3 separate regions of the Mus musculus genome follow, and regions 2 and 3 are each linked to region 1. A link is a contact called in public HiChIP or PLAC-seq data. All regions are on one chromosome and are shown on one strand. The core of a region is the stretch at or near the end of the contact, and the rest is flanking DNA. Distances in the headings are between cores, read along the strand shown. Region 1 has its middle 7.7 kb from the start of E330032C10Rik. Region 2 holds the start of Wdr43 (WD repeat domain 43). Region 3 holds the start of Ndc80 (NDC80 kinetochore complex component).

Region 1 (4,361 bases), core at 1,075-3,574:
CACACACACACACACGTTTCTTTCTAAACTGAAGAAGTCAGTGTCTTCTTAATGAGGCAGACAATGGCAGGGAGACATTATAGTTTTGGTGTCACATAAAGCTCTACACGAGAACATGCAGTCTCACCTCATCTGAGGGTGTAAGGACAAGGTGAATGACACAGCTCTACATGAGAACACAGTGCCACCTCATCTGACAGTATAAAGGTCCCACTAAAAACCTAGTGGTGTACTTCCATTGTGAGTATTTCACAGCTTACCCCCTCTTACAGAGATCTCGTGTAAATGTAGGCAGCTGGTCACAAACCCCACAGTAGAGACCCTGGCAGTCTTAGCTTGAAAAGGAAGGCCACAGAGAATCCTGGCCTCATCATCTTCCCTGGCAGCTGTGTGATGGAGAGTTAGCTCAGGACACAGAGGCCTTCTCTCTTAGGGAATATCCTGGATTAAGTCTGAGAAGCTAACTCAGAAAAAGGAAATGGACAGAGTTTGAAACACAGAGACCCTCCTTGTTAGATGCATGGCCTGGTTTCAGAGCAGTGTCTGCTCTGCACAGCTGTTCCAGAAACTGCATCCTAAGGAGAAGGATGGAGACTGGAGGGAGAGTCGGGTCTACATGTGTCTCCTAGACCTTCTGGGAAGCACCTTGGCAAGCAGTCTTCAAACCTCCAACACCAGGACCTCTAAAGCCACCCTTCCCAACAAATTCAGCCCTTCAATTCCAAAAGAAGGAACAGGTGGGGAAGGCAGTGAACTCACCATGGGTGGTAGAATGAAGGATAGAGAAACTAAAGACATGTACCTGACCTTGGTCCAGATAACCATTCCTACCGCAGAGGAATGAGCTATGCACAGATGGCCTTGACCTTGAAGGAACATTAGAACATTCTAGACATCCATCTCTCCTATGACACAACTCTTTATTGGGGTCCCGGGAGCTGTAGCTACGGAGAACAGTTGGCTATGTGTTAAGAGGGAGCAGAAAGAGCAGAGCCCAGCTTCACCCCTAGGCTTCATTCTGGTTCCAGAGGACTTGCTGAATTGGCCTCTGCAAGCCAACATTACTAATGGGTTCTGAGCCTGTCATCTGTCCATTGTAGACTCGTCATTCTATACCAGCAGAGAAGGGGCCTTTTGACTCTGAAACGGAAGACCCATTTCATCAGTCAGCGACTGCATTGATTGACAGTTACTATCAGTGGCTATCCAGAGATGCGCACAGAGAGGACCTCTCTCCCGGCTAGCTGTGCACACAAGGCCCTGTGTACACATGAGGTTGAAGAGGTTGCCTTCTTGGACCTTTCTTGTGGACGCAAAGCTATTCCCTTCAACCATTCATCTCCCTTCCTCCATTCTGCACTTGGTTCAACTCTGACCGGGAAATCTCCACATGAAACTCCAAGCTCCTATCCGCCGCCCTCGAGGGTGATTTGCGCACGCTAACCAGTCCCCCCTCCCCTTTCCAACGTCCTTTCTTAGGCCTCACAGCACTGAAAGGGTTTGTGTTCTCTAGAGAGCAGTAAGGATCCCAGGGCCAGAATCTGTCTTTACAGAGCTAACACTTCACTCTGTGCACAGTAAGGGCTTAACATTCTAAGCTTAGAGTAAAAGTATACCTTAGCTGCCATGGGGTTTTGTGTTCTCACCTGGTGGTGGGACCCCCTCCTTCATGGGAAACCTCTGGGTAGGTACCTTATCCTGGTGAGTCTTATCCTGAAAACCCACTGGCCTATTAGTATCCTTAAGAACAGTTAGTGAACTGATTTCATGCATTTGCGTAGTGAGCCCAGTGTCTCTCTGCCTTTCTCTTGATCCTTCTTGTCTAAATTTTCTCCACAGGGGGAGAGCCGACTAGGTGGGCAGGTGCTGTGCCTTTCCAGAAGCTCATTTCTGAATGGTTGGCATCCCTGAGATGTGCTTTCCAGAGCCCAGCAACAGAGCCCAGCAGGCTGGAGCAAGAGATCAGGCTCGCATGCAAAGAAGCAAGGAGCACTGTCAGCCAGAAGGATTCTCTCTCTATATATAGATATAGATAGATATTGTGGTCAAGCTCAGAGTCAGCTATGAGGGGATTTCTCAGCCCTGCATCTGGGGGTCATTTAATATCCAGCTCACCGCGCCACGCCCCTCCCCCCAGGTTTTCTTATGCCTGTGTTGTCCTTCAATGGATCTGGCTGCATTCTCTGCTCCTCCAGGTCTCAGTGAGAAGCAGGCACAGGAACTCTCTCGTGAACTCATTTGCTCTCCCGGTTCCCTCTGCACCTGCTGCCTCTAAGGGCCCGGTGAATCCAGCCGTTTCCACAGCAAACAGTCATAAACAGCCAGAAGCGACCCAGCACTCAGCACTTCCGGTGCAGAAGCAGGGTGGGGAGTCGCTGCTTTGGCAGAGCCCATTTCCATACAGATGTTTTCAGCCATAAAACCGGAGGCTTGAAGAGCAAGAAGTGGGTCGGGTTGCAAATGACAAGGCCTGCGAAGGACATTAGGCTGAAGTTCAGACCGTGATTCAGAGCTTCCTCAGGGCTAACCTGCACCTCACAGCCGGTCAGCTGGGGGCCAGAGGTTTGGGAAAGTGGGAAGTAGCTGAAGGAGCTGAAACCAAAGAGGCCCACCCTGGTTGTGCAAACACAGACCCCCCCCACACACACACACCTTTACCAAACATACCTACTGTGGTATCAGTCCACTGCCTTCAGTTCTTTTTCTTTCTTTCTTTCTTTTTTTTTAATAATTGACAGAAATAATTTTTTTAAAAGATTTATTTATTGGTTATATGTAAGTACACTGTAGCTGTCTTCAGACACTCCAGAAGAGGGAGTCAGATCTCGTTACAGATGGTTGTGAGCCACCATGTGGTTGCTGGGATTTGAACTCCAGACCTTCAGAAGAGCAGTCGGTGCTCTTACCCACTGAGCCATCTCACCAGCCCAAGTTCTTTTTCTTTCCAAACATGCTTGTGACTGAACAAGTTTACTGGGACAGAGCAGAGAGAAGACATTTCTAATGAAGTGTGACTATCTAGTCAGTGGTGACCTTATAGCTTGGGGTTGTCTGATATCAGTGAGACAATGCGATGCAACGTCGTCTTTGTTAGGGTTTCTATTGCTGCAACAAATCCCCATGATCAAAATCCAAGTTTGGCTTTCATTTTGCTCAGGTTTGGGGCAGACAGGGTTTATTTGGTTTACACTCTCATATTGCTGATCATCATTGAAGGAAGTCAAGGCAGGAACCCAAACAGGGTAAGAACCTGGAGGCAGGAGCTGATGCAGAGGCCATGGAGGGGTCCTGCTTACTGGCCTGCTTAGCTAGTTTTCTAATAGAACGTAGGACCCAGGGATGGCATCACCTATGATGGGTTGAGCCTTTTCCCATCAACCACTAAGAAAATGCCCTACAGGCCCGCCTATAATGGGATTTGATAGAAGCATTTTTCTCAATTGTGGTTCTCTCTTTGCAGGTAACTCTAGTTTGTGTTGACACAAGGCTAGCCAACACGAGTATATGTGTCAGTTCATACATGGTTCCTTAGAGCCTGTGATGGTTAATCTTCACCATCAACTTGACTGGATTTAGAATCAACATGGAAACACATCCCTGTGTCTATCAGGGTATTTCTAGAAGGGGCTAGCTGAAGAATGTGCAATACAGTTTCATGAGCTGGGGTACAGATTGGATGAAAAGGAGAATGTCAGTTGAGCATCAGCGGTCATCTCTCTTTGCTTGCTCACAGAAACAATGTAGCAATGTGACGAGTCAAACAATGTAGCAAGGTGACAAGTCTCCACATATTTCAGTTGCTGTGACTTCCCTGTGTGACAGATTGTATCTCTGTGAACTGTAAATCTTGTCTTGAGATGGTTAGCTTTTATTGTCACCTTGAGGCAACTAGAATTAGCTAGGAAGAAAGTTTTAGTAAGTTACCTTAATCAAGTTGGCCTATGGCTATGTCTTTTGGGAAGTGTCTTGTCCATTTTGGGTGACATCCTTCCCTGGGGGTTTGGAGTCCTAAATTATACAAGATAAGAAAAAGCTAGATAAGAGAAAGTAGGCAGCAAGATGGATTCATTTCTCTCTGCTGTTGACTGTGGATATGATGTCACTCACTGCTGCAGTGCCTGCCTTGATGTTCCCTTAATAAACCCTTTCCTTTCCAAAGTTGATTTTTGCCAGAGTTTCCTTTATCACAACACAGATGAAACTATAATACCCTGTAAGCTTCTTCTAGTCAGATATTGTAACTACTGCAATGAAAGAAGGGTGATGCCCAGTGGCTCTTTTTGGAGTTGGACCTCTTTTAACCCAAATCCATTGTAGGAGTGGAGGGAGTTTGAGAAGTCTCATGAGATGACATGGTGGAG
Region 2 (4,170 bases), core at 619-3,118, 1.6 Mb before region 1:
CCCTGAGTGAGGTAACACAGTCACAAAAGAACACACATGGTATATACTCATTGATAAGTGGATATTAGGAAAAAAGCCCAGAATACCCATGATATGACTTACAGACCATATGAAGGTCAAGAAGAACGAAGACCAAAGTGTGGATGCTTCAGTCCTACTTAGAAGGGGGAACAAAATAATCATGGGAGGTAGAGGGTGAGTGAGACTTGGGAGGAATGTAGGAGGGGAAGAGGAAAAGAGGGGGGGTGCAGGAACAGGTGTGGGAGGAGCAGGGGAGATCTATAGAGGGTAAGGAAATTGAACATAGGCATGTAGCAACGGGGATGGGTAGCTAACAGAAAGTCCCAGACGCTAGGAAAGCAAGAGGTTTACAGGACCCAAGGGGGATGACTTTAGCTGAATTACCCAACAAAGGGGAGAGAGAACCTGTATCCAGAGGTTAGGCACGGTCCCTGGTTGAGAGATGGGGCCATTAACCCTTCTCAAAATTTTAACCCAGAATTGCTCCTGTTTAAAGGAAATACATGGACAAAGAGTGGAGCAGAGACTAAAGGAAAGGCCTTCCAGAGACTGCCCCACCTGGAGATCCATCCCATATACAGCCACCAAACCTAAATACTATTGCTGATGCCAGGAAGTGCTTGCTGATAGGAGCCTGATATGGATGTCTCCTGAGAGGCTCTTGCAGCCCCATTGGAAGAACAACATCAACCAACCAGTACCATCAGAGCTCCCAGAGACTAAACCATCAACCAAAGAGTACACAGGAGGGACCCATGGCTCCAGCTGCATATGTAGCAGAGGATGGCCTTGTTTGTCGTCAAAGGGAGTGGAGGCCCTTGGTCCTGTGAAGACATGATGCCCCGGCGTAGGGGAATGCTAGAGTGGTGGGGCGGGAGTGTGCATGTGGGTGAGGAAGCAGCCTGGGGGAGGTGGGTAGGATGGGGGTTCTAGGAGAGGAAACCCGGGGGGGGGGTAACATTTGAAATTTAAATAAACAAAATAACCAATAATTAAAAAAAAAGAACCAATAAAATAAGGAAAAAATTTCTTCTATCTATCTATCATTTATCTTTTGGAGACAGTTTCCCTATAGTCCTCGATGTTATAGAATTCAGTTTCTAGACCGTGCCTGCGTCTGCCTCAGATAGAGTGCTGGGATTAAAAGGCACACATCCAGATGGGAATATATGTTTGGTTTCTCTTTTCTTTTTTTTTTTTTTTCTTTTGTGTGTGTGTGTGTGTGTGTGTGTGTGTTGTTTTTTGTTTTTTGAGACAGGGTTTCTCTGTATAGCCCTGGCTGTCCTGGAACTCACTCTGTAGACCAGGCTGGCCTCGAACTCAAAAATCCGCCTGCCTCTGCCTCCCAAGTGCTGGGATTAAAGGCGTGAGGCACCACCGCCCGGATTCTTTATTTACACCCAACTTGACCTCCTCTCTTGTCCAATAGTATCTCTGTGTGTTAACACAGATAAAAGAGGCATCTTGTTTCTTCAAGCCCCAACTCTAACTTTGATAGAACTATGATTGGATAATTATTGTACGTACATGGCCACGTCCTCGAAGAGACTAAAGAAACATGGAAACAGCTGTTACAATCTCGGAGATGTAAGTAAATATTTCTTTTAAACATTTCGTCTAGTTGTTTCATAGGACGTAGTTTTAAAAGAAGGATCTGGCTCGGTAGTATGCAAATCACTTCCCCTCGCGCTTCCTTCGCAGGACAAGTTAAGAAGGACCCCACTGAGCCACCGTCCACAGGGTGGGCCCGGCTAAACGCTGGCCTGCGTCACGACCAGCCACTTCTTGGGCTCTCAGCGTTCCCTCCGCCCCACTTCCTCCCTGCAGGCCCCACCCCGCGCCGGTGCGCCTGCGCCCGGGCGAACACGTGGCTGCCGCGGAGCCAGAGCAGCAATGGCGGCCGGAGGCGGCGGTAGCTACGACCCCTTGGCCCCGGCGGGGGTCCCCTGCGCCTTCTCGCCGGACAGTCAAGCCTACTTCGCTTTAGCCTCTAGTGACGGTCAGCTGCGAGTATGGGAGACCGCCAACAACCGGCTGCACCAGGAGTACGTGCCTTCCGCGCACCTCAGCGGTACCTGCACCTGCCTGGCCTGGGCGCCAGCACGGCTGCAGGCCAAGGTAGGATGAGCGGGGACGGCGACGGGGACGGGGACCTCCTGCCGGGCTGCGGCATCCCGGGCCGGGCGGCGAGGCGCGTGGCACCCCTGGCGCGCGTGGCCCGGGGCGTCCCGGGAGAGAGGAGGCGCGGAGCCGGGCCGGCGGCGCGCTTGGGCCGGCGCCGCGGCTGCAAAGTGCGGCCTGGCCCGAGGGGGGCTGCGGGAGGGTGCGGCCCGATCCCGCGGTCTCCACGAGGTCTGCACCCCGGCTGCTTCTGGGCCGCCATGTTCATCGAAGCCTCTGCTCCCCCGGGGGGCGGCCTCAGACTTCCCAGGCCTGGGTCCCCATCAGAGCTACCCGGTGCGCACTTTAGGACCGTCTCGCGCTTCCGCATCCCGGACCCCGGTATTGGTTTTGCTTTGGGCACTTGGAATGCGCACGTCTAGGTTAAGTTCCTTCCGGGAGCCCCTTCCCTCGGCTCGGATGCGTGTTCAACACGTGTTCCCTTCTGCCTCTAGGTTGTGGGATTCGTCGTCCCACAAACTCTTTTCCATTTCTAAGTTCCCTTCTTTCTCAGCGGAGGTACAGTGAAATAGAGTAGGGCATATGATGTAGGTCCTGGTGATTTTTTTTTTTTCTCTCGTAGTTGGGAAACTGCTTAGTTAGGGAATCCTTTTCGCTGTCAGGTAAATGCTGCTCACTGTTGACTCACCCGGTTAGATCTCGGCACGCACGTGGTTAGGCAGTCGGCAGGCAAAAATCTGGAACCGGTGTAAAAGGTATCCTAAAATATGTGACGTTTTGCTGTCACTGATGTTAAAGTTGTTGGGATAGCTTACTCCTTCCCATCCCAAGAGTAAACTTTCACATAAATTTATTTTATCTAAGTTGCTATACTCTGTGTGACAGTGGTTAGCTACTTACCGGATTCCAGCTTTTCTTGGTGACAAAGAGCAGATATGAGGCCCTATAAGTCAAACATAATCAGATTTGTGAAAGTTATGTAATTGTCAGCATTAGAGCTGCTGCACTTTTTTTTTTAACTTTATACAGTTTTCTTTTTAACTTAACAGTCCTGTAAAGTGGTGAGAGTACTTACTAACACTCAGAAATACAGAGAGAGCAGTTAGCTAAGTGCTTGTAGCCAGGCTGTAAAAGTAGGAGTCCAGCCTCTGTAATAATTGTGTTTTTTGTTCCCTACTTATAACATGAGGATAATCACTTAGAATAGTGTATAGCGCCTTAAGTGAAGTGCTAATTACTAGTGGTATTAGTATCTTGTATTTTTGTCCTTAGTCCACAAGGTATGTCAAAGCAAGCAATTTCAATAAAGGCCAACAGGAACTAGACTCGGAACTCGTGTCTTTGAAGTTCTTGGTTGTCCTCAACAGATAGTATTAGATACTCATTTCCAATCTTCTATGTCCCAGAACAAAATCCAAATTTCAAAAATAGCGGTTTGGAGATTTTCATCCACTGTGATACAGTAGGGATACAACCATTTTTAAAGGAGCCCAACTTTAACTTTTCAACAAAGCTCCTCAAATTAAAGCAACTTTATGTGACAAGATGACCCGAGTCCTGGTTCCCAAGTGGTGTGCTGGATTGGATGTGCCCAGTGGTTAGCATCCCCAGAGTGCCGGTGCAGTCCCCAGCAAGCCCTGCTTTCAAGTGCCAGTAAGTTTCACTTTCTTTTTATCTATATGTTGCCATTTCTGCTATGCAACTACTAAATGTCTGGGAATTAGTAAACAGACTTAGGCTGGGATGTAGCTCAAAGATAGAAAACTTGCCTAGCATATGAAAGACCCTGGATTGAATCAATAGTACCACAAAATCAGAGCTAGAAAAGCAGTCAGGGCTCAGGAAGCTAAACGGCATGGTTGGTCACTAACAAGCGGTAGCACTAGGATCCCAGCCTAGCCCCTTACACGGTGAACTCCTACCCTTGCACTTCATCATGGATGGCTGCAGAGCTGTCAGTTCCCATCCTGAGCATGTGACTCACGGAAGCAGCATTTTTCCAGTTCAGCGGTAGACTTAACTGGTCTG
Region 3 (4,417 bases), core at 1,639-4,138, 1.7 Mb before region 1:
CAACCACATGGTGGCTCACAACCATCTGTAATGGGATAGGATTCCCTCTTGTGATGTGTCTGAGGACACTGACAGGGTACTCACATACATAAAATAAATTTATCTAAAAAAACAAACAAAAAAAAAACCCAAAAACCCTGATTAAAGTAGGTTTAAAAAAATATATGCTTTATGAATAAAAATAGAAGAAGTACTTAATTTTTGGGTGACAGCTTTGTTTGAATTTCTTTCTTTTAAAGTTTACTTTTTAAATTTTTGAGATAGGGTCTTAAGTCTGTATTCCAGGATGTCCTAGGACTCAGTATGTAGTTTGGGTTAGCCTCAGACTCAAAATTTTTCTTTCAGCATGGAACTAGGTATAGCCATTTAAGCCATTATTTTCTAAACTATAAGAAAAATGGCAATGGTAACATTTTAAGTACAATTCAATGCACAAATCTTTTTTGGTCTAAGAAATGTATCATGGTTAAAAAAAAAGTGCTTCAAGTATCCAGAAAGAAAATATGTAAATAGTTCACATTTCTAATAGTAGAGCCTCACCAGGCACCGGTAGTGGTACACACCTTTAATCCCAGCAGTTGGCGAGGCAGAGGCAGGCAAATTTCTGAGTTCGAGGCCAGCCTGCTCTACAAAGTGAATTCTAGGACAGCCAGAGAAACCCTGTCTCAAAAACAAACAAACAAACAAACACCCCAAACAAACAAAAAAAGTAGTGGAGCCTTATACTATATCAATACAAGTGTTTACGAATGGCTTTTTAAGTAGCTAGCTTATATGTAGACTTTATAGGATATAGGGTTAGAGAGAGCCTTCTGTTAACTGGAAGAGCAATCTCAGAGAGAAAAACTGATGTTTACCATAAGAAATTCGTTGGTTGGTTGTTCTGTGAACTATACAAGCTGGGGAACTTACTATATAGCCACACTGGCCTTAAATTCACATTGAGCCATCATCATCATCATCTTCTCTTTTTTTTTTCTTTAAAGCTTTATTTAGTATATGTAAGTACACTGTAGCTGTCTTCAGACACCCCAGGAGAGGGCATAAGATCTCATTACAGATGGCTGTGAGCCACCATGTGGTTGCTGGGATTTGAACTCAGGACCTTTGGAAGAGCAGTCAGTGTTCTTAACCGCTGAGCCATCTCTCCAGCCCTGAGCCATCTTCTTCTTAGAGCCTTTTGAATACTGGAATTGTAGGGGTGTGTGTGTGACCACACCGAGCTATGTAGCACGTTCCCTTGGACACCTGCCCCCAAACTTGAGGAAATTATGTTATAGCTTATCACCAAAACAAATAAATCTGCTTCCATTTTATTACTACCTTTAGTATTTGGAAACATCTTAATAAATAATGAGTAATACCATGGTGCCTACTTAAACGGCTAATAACAAAGGAATAAGAGGAAAGCAAGCATTGACAATTATTTTATAGCACGCCCAGTAAAGAATCTGACTATGGGAATTGGAGAGACAACGAGCTAAAACCTAGCATCGTGTCCACTTTTATATTTCATTGCCCCCCTCCCCCTAATCCAGTACTACTGGGAGGAGACAGGAGTCACCAAGACATCACTTACACTTTTGTACTAACCATTTCTGGCACTTTTTTTTTTTCTCTAGACAGTAAAGTAAGCAGCTGAGAAGCACAGGGGAGGCACTTACGTTTGAGGGGTATAAAGGCCTGGCTTATTGAGGTCCAGGGTCCTTAACTCCTGCATAGAGAGGCGGCCAGCACCACAGGTGGAAACTGAACTGCGCTTCATTCTCGAAACCTAATTCAGGATTTCAGCGTTAGGAAAATGTTCCAGACTCAAGCAATTCAACGAGCAACAATTATTATCTTTATCCTCTAGTAGGAAAGCAACTAAGTTTGTTTCTGTACAACAATCGTTTCCTTGTATGCTATATTTATTTGTCCATGTAAACCGAAGTTCTTACAAAGAACACCTACGCAACTTCAAGTAGAAAAAAACGAGGCAGAAAAAAGAGGGGAAGATGGAGCTGAAAGTTTTGGGAGAAAAGGAGAGGGGACGACTGAGGAGAAGGAAAGTAGAGCAGAAGCACCTGGCCTGGAGAAGTTCTAAGGGGTCTCTTATATGGGGAAGATGGTAGTGTAGTGATAGATCTGCCCAATGTAGGCGCACAGCATGTATTCATATTAATTAAGTTGTGTTTTCATTGCCTGGGCTTATTTGGGTTGGAGATTTACTGCAACACCTTTCAACAAAGATAAACAATCCGGTTTACAACACAGGCTGCTCCCGCTTTTAAAACAAGTATCAAAATAATGTCTACGTTGGAGTCTGTCTTCATCTCTGCAGCATCAGACACTATGCACTCGGCCCTAGCTTCCACAGAGGGTTAGACAGATCGCATTTTTATTGTTGTTGTTTTGTCTTGAGCTAGGGGTGGAGAGTCAGACCCTTTAGCAAGCTGGGCTGAGCGCTGAGCACTGAGCCACACCCCTCCTTGTTTTGGTGGCTTGCGTTCAACCTAGTTTTACTCTCATGATTTCACTGGTTTCCAGTCATGTCCATACCAGGCTTTTAAGTTGCAGCATCAGCACGGGTACACAACACACCAATCAGCTTTCCCCCTGTCAGTCCCCACCTGTTAGCATCGCCTTCTCCCGCTACAAACGTTGCAGAGCCGGGCAGATCCCACCCCAGCTCCCTCGCAACAGTCAGCTCCAGCGCCGCGGACCATTTTAACACAGAGCTGATCCCATCTCAGCAGTTACCTTTCGCTCAGCTTCTCAACGAGACCCGGCGCCCAGCTTTCCGTAAACCGCACGACTGCACACGAAAACAGCCGCCCAAACCAGAGCGTCCGCTTCCGTCAACCCAAGGCGGTTTGAATTTTAAAGTTTCCGCCCGCGCTGACGTCAGGACTGCGACGGCGAGTACGCATGCGCGCTCGCTCAGCGCCCGCCCTCGTCGCCGGAAGTGTCCGCATCGGGGGCCAAGCGAGCTCTGGGCTCTTCCCAGGTCGTCGTTAGCGTCGGTGACCCGAAGGGAGTCCCGCCCTGTCCGGGAAGCTGGCATCTAGGACGAGTAGGGCTGTCCGGGCGGAGCGGCCCGAGCCCTCCTGGAATCAAGTTCCGTACAGCAATATGGCTGCGTCCTGGAAGTAGAAAGCGCGGGTTTGTCTCCGATAGGATGGAGGCCAGGACCCAAGCCTATGAGGCGGCGTGAGGTTCCTGACGTTAGGAGAGGCTGTCGAGTGTGGCGGTGGACGAGCCTGAGGGATATTTAACATCAGGCTTCCTCAAGTGCTCTGGATTCCCGCCGCCCAGCCTCGGAACAACAAGCAGGCGTTACTAGTTCCCGGATGGTGGTGGCCTGTCCCTGGGCTAAAGTGTAGATTCCTGGCTCTCGGCATTATTGTGCCGTTAGCTAGTTTTGAGCTAAGCAGTCCTTTTTTGAGTTTGAGGTTCCCTAGCGGTCACAGTGACTCCTCACTTTACGTCTCTACTGGGAAACCAAAATCTCAGGTATCACGAAGATCTCCATCACCAAATAGTAGTCAGCAGATATATTAGCAGGCATTATATTTCAGACTCTGTAAGCGGCAGTTCATTTACTTCTTGAAACTAATGGCATTAGAACATAAAAATGATCGTTTTAGTCGGGCGTTGTGGTACACACCTTTAATTTCCACGCTCTGGAAGCGGGGGTGGGGTGGGGGTAGGTTGTGGGGGAATCTCTGACCATCCTGGTTTACCTAGTGAGATCCGGGACAGCTAGAGCAACATAGACACTATATCAAAACAAAACAACCAACAAACCCAAGCAAAACCACCCCAAACAAAACCCACACGTACAAACAACTCCAAAAACTAAAGAGATAATTTTGAGGCTCAGTGAATTCAATGACTTTAGTTTGTATGTGGGGCAGGGTCCACACCCGAGAGAGTCTTGAATTTGAGGCCAGTTTGATGGACCTGGCATACACCAGGGCAACCTAGTGACTCTCTGTCTTTAAGAAACAAACACTATTCTGCAGTCAGTTGCATAAGAAATTTGACTATAAATGCTATTAGACGAGCCTTTAATTTATTTTTTATTCGGTTTTCTCTTAAGGTTTCCACTACATTATAATAAAGCTATATCCAGAAATGCAAAACATATCTTAAGTGAAGATAAAAATGTTCTGTAAAACCTAGTTACTGGAGTGTGGCTCAAACAGATTATAAATCTTGAAGTTTTGACCTAGCAAACTAGTTAAGTTGTGAACTTCTGATTACTATTCATGCTGCACTTGGTTTGGCTAGAGCACTCTTTTAATCTTACTGCCCTACAACTGATAAGGATTAGGTAGGGCAGGGATCTGAGAAATGGAGTGACTTCCTGTGGCAATTGTAGTTTGAAAGCACAACAGCTGTCTTTCCTTTCATTCCTGTGGCCCTCTCTAAA

Evidence for each region. HiChIP or PLAC-seq counts read pairs in DNA pulled down with a chosen protein or histone mark.
Region 2: a contact with region 1 is called in an H3K4me3 HiChIP or PLAC-seq map of pro-B cells, with 8 times the contacts expected there. The contact joins the promoter of Wdr43 here to the enhancer-like site in region 1. A contact is called at or near these places in 7 of 39 promoter capture datasets (the 3T3-L1 cell line, 3T3-L1-derived adipocytes, cranial neural crest and 4 more) and 2 of 115 datasets of contacts at active chromatin or transcription factors (embryonic stem cells and pro-B cells).
Region 3: an H3K27ac HiChIP or PLAC-seq map of large pre-B cells shows a contact between it and region 1, with 7 times the contacts expected there. The contact joins the promoter of Ndc80 here to the enhancer-like site in region 1. A contact is called at or near these places in 8 of 39 promoter capture datasets (the 3T3-L1 cell line, 3T3-L1-derived adipocytes, the C10 cell line and 3 more) and 1 of 115 datasets of contacts at active chromatin or transcription factors (large pre-B cells).

Annotation. Positions count from the first base shown.
Region 1 is chr17:73,256,502-73,260,862 of GRCm38.p6, forward strand. No RefSeq gene overlaps it. Among named protein-coding and RNA genes, the nearest start is that of E330032C10Rik, 7.7 kb to the left of the region's middle. Within about 2 kb of position 2,325, at least 94 of the 459 cell types and tissues checked have an H3K27ac peak or open chromatin away from gene starts, as enhancers often do. A contact at or near this core is called in pre-B cells and pro-B cells, where this site is marked.
Region 2 is chr17:71,614,347-71,618,516 of GRCm38.p6, forward strand. Wdr43 (WD repeat domain 43) reads left to right here and starts at 1,869. Exons shown (of 18, transcript NM_175639.1): 1 at 1,869-2,139. The coding sequence starts at 1,915.
Region 3 is chr17:71,523,969-71,528,385 of GRCm38.p6, forward strand. It overlaps Ndc80 (NDC80 kinetochore complex component), which reads right to left and starts at 2,889. Exons shown (of 17, transcript NM_023294.2): 1 at 2,743-2,889; 2 at 1,665-1,774. The coding sequence starts at 1,765. It also overlaps a transcript of Spdya not described here.